Regions from separate parts of the Gossypium arboreum genome. Here region 1 is linked to region 2. Evidence: chromatin contacts called from public Hi-C data. All regions are on one chromosome and are shown on one strand. The core of a region is the stretch at or near the end of the contact, and the rest is flanking DNA. Distances in the headings are between cores, read along the strand shown.

Region 1 (3,999 bases), core at 1,082-3,581, 600 kb after region 2:
TTACACTGGAAAAGATGAAATTTCTACTCCAAAACCATTTCTGCTACTTGGTATACAAATCCCGGTATGTGGTATTAAAATTTAATACAGTAAGTGAGAAAATTTTACTGTTTAACATGCATGTTTCATCTTTCCTTCCCTATTTCTGTACTTATGTGTAACAAATTCCTTTAATAAAAGATGTAGAACAAATAAAAACATTTCGTTGAAGAAGGATACCAATTCCTCCTGTGCTCACATATCCTGGTCCAAAGACACGCTCATAACGGAGAATGCTATTAGATTTGTACTGAACAGAATCCAAGAAGCGCTGGAATCCCTTATCATTATCTGAAACAACTTTTTGGAAGATCCAGCAAATCTGAATATGCAAACAATATGTTGCACCTTGTCAGTAAATTTAAAATTCAACAACAAAATATATATACTAATCAATGAGATCATTTTCTGTTGCCTGATTCTGATTCTTTTTGTTCTTAACATAAGCTCCAATGCACTTGCAGCCAACAAGAGAAAGTTCAAATGAATTTCCAGAATCATCAGTTGCTTGGCATTCTTTAAAGACCTGTGTTATAATACATGAAAAACGTATGTTTGAATATGAAAGAAAGATTAGATCACTTTGTTTCATACATATTTCAGTCCTCAGGTCACATGACATCTAATCAAAGATAAGTTCAAGTAAAACCTTAGTGTAAAATCTGGGCTCGCGATAGTGAGTTGGGTTGTTCTTTCTCTTGCAATCACCAGATTGATGAAAGCAAGACTCCCTGAAGAAAATATGCCCACCAACCTTCAACCACTTGAGCATCCTTTCGGCCAAATTCTCAACCTGCATTTAATAATACTTTCAGACAGATATACTCAAAAATATGCTTTATTAGAAATTTGAAAGCCAAAAATGGGGTAGCCGAATTCAGCAAGTAAAAAAAAATTGAAATCAATAGCTAATTTGCCCCTAAGAACTCTCTTTTTTTTTTTTTTCCATGTTATTGAAGAAGAAGCAACAAAAATCACCTCTTTATCTGAGAGATACATCAACAGCCAGTTTGAGAAAATCAAGTCCAATGATCCTTCTGTAAAAGCCAAATCAGGGGAAGTGACATCCGCACAGAGGAATTTGACGTTCTTATAATGCCCATTGATGGTTTCATTCTGCAATTAATGAAATCCAGTCAAGTCCCTTATTAATTAGCAAACTAAAAATTTTCTGTCAGGTTGAGTTTCAATGACCTTCTTTATAACATTCTCAATGAAGTCTAATGCTATAACATGACCAGCCTTCTTAGCTAAGTCACCAGTAAATCGACCAATGCCAGCTCCTAGTTCCAAAATGGTTTTCCCTTCATACGGTGGGAGTAAGGAGAGCACCTGCAAATATCAACAATGAAATTTAGGAATCTAAATAACAACTGAAGTTTAAAATTAAGTACAAAAGAACAGCAGCAACAATTAAAAGGCAATAATAAGCATAAATGCTCATTAAACTATGGTTTCATGATAACAACTGAAGATATTAATAGATAAACAATTTTTACTTAAATATGAAAGCCAAAAAGGAAATAAATTTAAAACTGTAAATATAGTTAAAAATGAACTTGTTAAATTAACTTAATGAAGAAAAAAATAAACAATGCAGAAAACAAAAAGGAAGGAAGAAAGGAAATATTACTTCGGGACGTTCTTCTTTGTCAATATCAGCGGCTTTGGAGTCGAGCATCATAGCCTCCACCGTAAGATCAACCGAGTGTTCAATCCAGTAATTCTTTTGAACTTTGCGTTCATCTCCTACAAATCCTATATATAATTTACAGAACAATCAAATTTTAAATTTTCTTCTTAAATATTAGTTAAAGGTCGATGAGAGATCCATGTGTGGGTTCGCAAATGTTGATTAAACAATGTCAATCCATTCCAATTGTCCTTTGGTTCTAAGTTGAAAAAAACAACGCAAGAAATGATCAATATGAAGGTGGAGATCTCACCGTTAGCCGCCATGGTTAACAGAGAAGATCTCTAGTGAGCTCTGAGAGGAATTGATTTTTTTTTAAGATATTTTTTTTATTTTTTAATGGGGAGTGAAAAGGGGAACTAAAATCCTTCGACAGCAAGCCGAGATCTGGAGAAAGACCTTGATCTACGGTTGTTAGTCCTTCCTCTCTGTTGCATCAGACACAGAGATGCAACCTAAGCCAAATTATTGATACTACTATTACTCTCACTCTCTCTCTCACACACAGCAATTGCCAATTTCTACTGCTTCTGGTGCGGGAAACTGAGAATGCTTCATCTCGCCTTTTATAGAGTAAGGGCTGGGGAAATGCTAGACCTGATTATAATTTGGGTCGGGTCGGATCAATGCATTATGTTAACAAATCTAAGGCCTGTTTAGGTAGACGACAAAACAAATCAAATCAAATCAATATCAGAAAATCGTAAAAATACTGATTTGTATAACCGAATCCAAATTTATTTACATTCAACTGTATTAATTTTGCTTAATATATATATATTACTAACACTGAATCCATTGCCACAAATGTAAACTGACTCAATCAATTTTTTCTTAAAAAACTTATTATCTCCATAGTGTTCAAAATTTTATTAATATCATTTTTTTGTTAAAAAAGCTTAAGCTCCTAATATCTCGTTTTAAGATTTAAATTTTATAGTTTTTTTAAGTGGTATAAATATTATAAAAATATATGTAAGATATTTTGTCAATCACAAAATAAAATTAAACTATTACTTTACAATCATATTAAGAATTGGCATAGTTAACAAATTAAATTAAACTCATGATAGTTGCACATAGTGGAACTTCGAGATTCATGCATATAATTGCAAATGATTAGTCTCAAACTAGAATAATCAAAGCTCAAGGGCTTCGCCTTTGCCAATTGAACCAAGACTTCATTAGCTAAAGCCTATAATTAGTTTAGAGATGGTATAAAAGAATTTATTATGCTTAAAAAGCTCATTTTACTTTTAATTTGGGTTAAAATGTGCTCTTAGTACTTAAATTTGTATAAAATTGAGATTTTAGTTTAAAAGTTAAAATTTTAATTTTTTTATTTTCAATTTAAAAATTCTAATCTAATTATTATTGTTGTTGGTAGTTTCATCAAAATTTTTAATTTAACATGTTTATTTTTTCAATCATATGATACATTACATGAATACAATGTGATTAAAATTTTATTTTTCTAACTCAATCAAATTCTCTCAAATACCAAATAAATTTTAACTCCACAAATGGTCAAAGTGTGACGACAAATCAAGCAGTAAAATAGCTTAATAGTGTCATCTGTCCAAAATTTCATTCGATAAGGGTAGAGTTTGGATGAAAATATTAGTTTCAAACTATGTGTTTAAACAATATATATATACACAAACACGTTTGAATAACTTTAATTTTGCATAGTTTTACACCCGTATTGATGAATCTCTTTCTAAATTTTCATATATTTATGTACTACATGAAATTAATTTATAATAATATATGACGATATTGTACTGTAAATATTAAAAAATATATGTTAAGCTTTTATATTTAATATTTTTGATAAAAATTATATTAAATATTAAATATTAAATATTAAATTAAAATATTATATTTTTATAAAAATTAAAATATATAAATATATTTAAAACGAATTTGTATTAATTATTTACAAATTTATGCTATTTAAACAAAATTTTAAGCTTATAAATTAGACCAACATAAATATACCTATATAAATAAAGTTTGTTTTAAATAAATAAAAGAGATTGTATTTTTAATAAATTGTTGTGTTATAAATTTAAATTAAAAACATAGAAAAAGATTTATTTCTCTTAGTAATATTAAAATAGGGGATAATCAATTAAAAAGAATTATTGTGCTGAATGCTGAGTCTACTTTAAATATGCACCACAATTTTTATTTTGAGTTTAAATTTTAAATATAATCCTCTCAAATATCACATGAATTCCAATTTCCAAGTGAACAAATGGTTA
Region 2 (4,377 bases), core at 1,127-3,626:
GAAAATCGTTTTTGAATCGAATTTTTTTCAACAATAGCTACTCACTTACGGCCTTCATCTTTCCTTTGTCTTGAGATGGCCCGACATCGTTTTTAGCTATGTACGATAAATCAGTCATAAAAATAGTATTAGTTTTCACTCAATCATATGATAAACACATCAATTAAATATACTTTGCATTTTATTCATTTTAGTCCTTATATCCAAAATGCTTATATTTTTGGATATTTAGTATCAAATCAAAACTGAGTTTCGTATTATTTCATTAGAGGCCTTGTACTTCTAATCTATAGCATAATTTCTTCACAACTTTTAATTATTTATAATTAAATAATTGGAGTTCAATATGAAAATTAAATTAATTAGTAATAGCAGTTTTATTGAATAAATAATTAAATTTGTTTTCTTATAGATTCTAGTGTACTAAAGTTTTCATGACTCGAACTGAATTAGAATTTGGTTGAAAAAATAATTTAATTAAAGAAATTAATTTAATTAATTAATTAATTAATTAATATTTTAGGAATAAAAATAAATTATTGGGCAATAAAATTATATGAATTAATTTATAAATTAAATAATACATATAATTTAACCTAATAAAAAATAGTAATAAACCCATTTGTGATGCGATAAGCAGCACACAGGGATCCTGGAAGGGGTGTGCACCGCCTACCCCTTTCGATTAATTTGTGTGTTTCCTCTTATTTAATTTATGTGTAAATTCTCCTAAATTTATTCTGATTAATTGGTTTAAGTTAAATTATTTATTCAATACCCTTTTGTGGAATTCTATTTTTAGCCCCAAGTCCACTGCGTTTGTTTTGAAAATTGGGATAAAAACCCTTTAGATGCCAACGCACAGAAGGCATGGTGGAGGCATCCTCAATCTGTATTTAATAATTCATTCTAATTGAAATTATCATATAATTAGTTAAATGTAACTTAAAAGTTAATAAAAGAGTAAATTATATCATTAGTCATTAAATTATAAATAATTTTTGTTTTAGTTATTAATCTATTTAAAAATTTTTATTTAAGTAATCGAATTGTTAAAATTAATGTTATATGATTTTTTCTATTAAGTATTATCTACATCAATTTTTTTCCAAATATAATTTAAATAAAATTTTTAAATAATTAAATATTCAAATTTTATTTTATTTTTTGTTAGCGACTAAAACATAATTATAATTTACTAACTAATAATGTAATTTATTCTAAGAAAAAAATGACTTTTAGCAAATGGAAAGTTAACAATAGCATGTGGGCTGAGGTGTAGTTAAGGGCTGGGTCTCAACTCTAAAAATAGAAAATTTTTATTTAAGTATTGTAAAAATTTTAAAATTTTAAAATATAAAATTACATGTTCATCCTTTATAAATAATAAAAATTTAATTAATTATTTAAAATTATAAAAATATAAACTATTAAAATAATAAAATTATATTTTACTATTATAAAAATTATAATTTAATTTCAGAAAGGTTTCAACAGGGGCGAAATCAGGGGGCAGGCATGGGCCCCGGCCCCCCTAAAATGAAAAATTTTCATTTAGGCCTTTTAGATTTTTTTAAAATTTTAAATTAGTAAAAATAAAATTATACTTTGATCTCCCTAAAATTATAAAAATTTAATTTAATACTTTAAAAATTATAAATATATAAACTATAAAAAATTAAAATTTTCTTCAACTCCTAAAATTCTTTTCTGGCTTCGCCCTGAGTTTCAACCTCGCTGGAAAGTAACATGAGAGTTTGGACATATAATATTTGGGGTTGGAAATGGAATTTAGGAGTAATTATAAATTTTTAGCTTTGGAAACAGGTTTGGAGTTAAAAAGGAGGGTGTAAGAAATTGAAGCAAGCACGCAACCCAAGTTTTGAACGGTATACGTACATTTCATATCCATAAGCACTTAGAATTGCTGTTCAAATAATAGCCACTCGCACCGTACGGCAATAAACCGTCCACGACTAACTTCATTCATAGCCACCCGTACAGTACGGCTATAAACCTTCTACAAAAGCAAATCAATTTTGATACATGGAGTGAAAATATTAAATTTTATTTATGAAGGCTATTAATTTTTAAATTTAAAAATCATTCGACTTGGTTGAGATCTAATTATTTCTGAATTAATATCTTTTCATAGCATTTAAAGGTTTATTTTTAATTTTAAAATATATTTTAAATCACTTAATTTCGAGTTGAGATCTTAAGTTATAATAATTTTAGTAAAATGATACGAATCAAAATTTTTAGACAAAATTATTAAGGAAAATGATAAGTTTCAAATTTTAATTGAATTTAAATTATATTGAAATCGATTTAAAACTTAATTTTATTATATATTAATTAAATTTTATTAAATTTAGTTTAAATTTAGTTCTTATTTGGATGTAATTAATTAGCCTATATAAATTTCTCTTCATTATTTTTTTTGTGCAATATTACTTTTGTTTAACGGGTTGTGGGAATTCATTTAATTTAAGAAGCATTTCTCAATGGGATCAAATAATGGTTTATTTATTTATGGTTGAATATTTATTTGTTATTCTTAAATTTATTATTTTAATTATTTTTGTTTGATCTTCCTCCATCGCCCGTTACCACACCCCTTTCTTAAGCCTATGCTTTAATCAGAAGCAAAACAAATTGGAAGCAGAATAAGCAAACAGGATTTCCGATCAAACAAAATGGCAACTGTTTTAGATTCCCATTTCTTAGCTCTAACTGCCATTGTAACTGTATGTTTTTATTTTCTCCCTCTCTCCCTCCAAAATAATTGATGTTTGATTTATTTTGGGTTTTGCTTGTGCAGTTGGGATATCAAATATTTTTCTTTATAATCACTGCTCTTCTCAAGTTCGATAAAGTCACTGACTTTGCAGGTACCTCATCCATAAATTTAGCTTCTTTAATTGTTCTTTTAAACTTTTATTAGAGCATAGGAAAGGTAAAGACCCATATAACAATTCATACAATTCTTCAAATGTGAATTCATTGGTTTCTAAATGATATCGTCTTTGTTTTCTTTTGCTCAGGAAGCACGAATTTTGTTATAATTGCTGTGTTGACTCTGATAATTAAAGGATCATGGCATTTTCGTCAGGTAATTTGGATTGACTGCGTAAAAGTTTGCTTCAAACTTCACTGGTTTAAACTGTTCTTCATCTGTTAGGTGTTGACTCATTTTAGATGGTTCTTAAAGCTCATTTATACTGTTCTTGCACCTCCTGTTTGTATGTACTGATTTTGCAACTCTGCTTTCCAGGTAGTATTGACTTCGCTTGTAGTAATATGGGGGCTACGCTTGGCAATTTTTCTATTGATGAGGTATAATAGTATGAAATTTTATTAACTATTTTTTCCTTTTCTTTTTTTGTTTATATATATTTGATGATTTAATTGAAAGATTACCAATATCATGTGAAATGCGTTCAGAATTTTGCAATGGGGCGAGGATCGACGTTTTGATGAGATGCGCAGTAATTTGGGGAAATTAGCAGTTTTCTGGATATTTCAGGTCTTCTTATCTGTCTGATCACACCCATTTCTTTGCTGTTTATCAGTGTGACATCTAATAAACTTTACTGCACCACAATCTTTACATGCATTGCAGGCTGTCTGGGTCTGGACCGTGTCTTTACCTGTAACCGTGGTTAATGCTAGTGATAGAGATCCATCGGTTCGGGCTGAAGACATCATAGGGTGGATTATGTGGTCAGTGGGTATCTCTTTTGAAGCTGCAGCTGACCAGCAAAAGCTTTCTTTCAAAAATTCCCCTGAAAACAGAGGAAAGTGGTGCAATGTTGGAGTATGGAAATACTCTCGCCATCCAAACTATTTTGGTGAGGTGAGCATCATGATTTCCCAGTGTCACCAGTTATGCATCTGGTTGCTTTGCTTCCCTAGATGACTCTAGCTACTACTAGTGCTTGATTTATTCTAAGATCCCTTCCTTTGATAAATAATTCCTCCAAATGATTCTTAACAAATATTGGCTAGATTTTTCTTTGGTGGGGAATTTTCGTTGCCTCTACTCCTATACTTGAAGGTGCTGAATGGCTGGTGATTCTTGGGCCAATCTTTCTGACATTGCTGCTTCTTTTTGTTAGTGGCCTACCATTGCTCGAGGTTTGTTTTCTTACCTTCATTTTTTTATATTGTAATATTTTGCCACAATTTTGCAATCTGCTTAACTGATGTTATATTACATGTATGGGACACAGGAGTCTGCAGACAAGAAATTCGGGAATGTTGCTGCATATAGGATTTACAAGGAAACAACTAGGTTTGTCATCTTTCTGCTATTTAATCTCTTCAACTATGAACTAAGGTAGGAAGTTACTGAGTCTAGCATTTTTCTGATTT

Evidence for each region. A called contact is a pair of places that touch in the nucleus more often than the background predicts.
Region 1: a contact with region 2 is called in a Hi-C map of leaf, with 3 times the contacts expected there. The contact joins the promoter of LOC108457077 here to the promoter of LOC108454119 in region 2. A contact is called at or near these places in 2 of 5 Hi-C or Micro-C datasets (both in leaf).

The regions. Positions count from the first base shown.
Region 1 is chr3:67,647,778-67,651,776 of ASM2569848v2, forward strand. It overlaps LOC108457077 (phosphoethanolamine N-methyltransferase 1-like), which reads right to left and starts at 2,332. Exons shown (of 12, transcript XM_017755899.2): 1 at 1,986-2,332; 2 at 1,673-1,797; 3 at 1,234-1,371; 4 at 1,018-1,155; 5 at 689-832; 6 at 455-565; 7 at 220-361. The coding sequence starts at 1,998.
Region 2 is chr3:67,046,957-67,051,333 of ASM2569848v2, forward strand. LOC108454119 reads left to right here and starts at 2,377. Exons shown (of 10, transcript XM_017752444.2): 1 at 2,377-2,750; 2 at 2,825-2,894; 3 at 3,048-3,115; 4 at 3,278-3,339; 5 at 3,448-3,529; 6 at 3,626-3,859; 7 at 4,012-4,140; 8 at 4,236-4,297. The coding sequence starts at 2,700.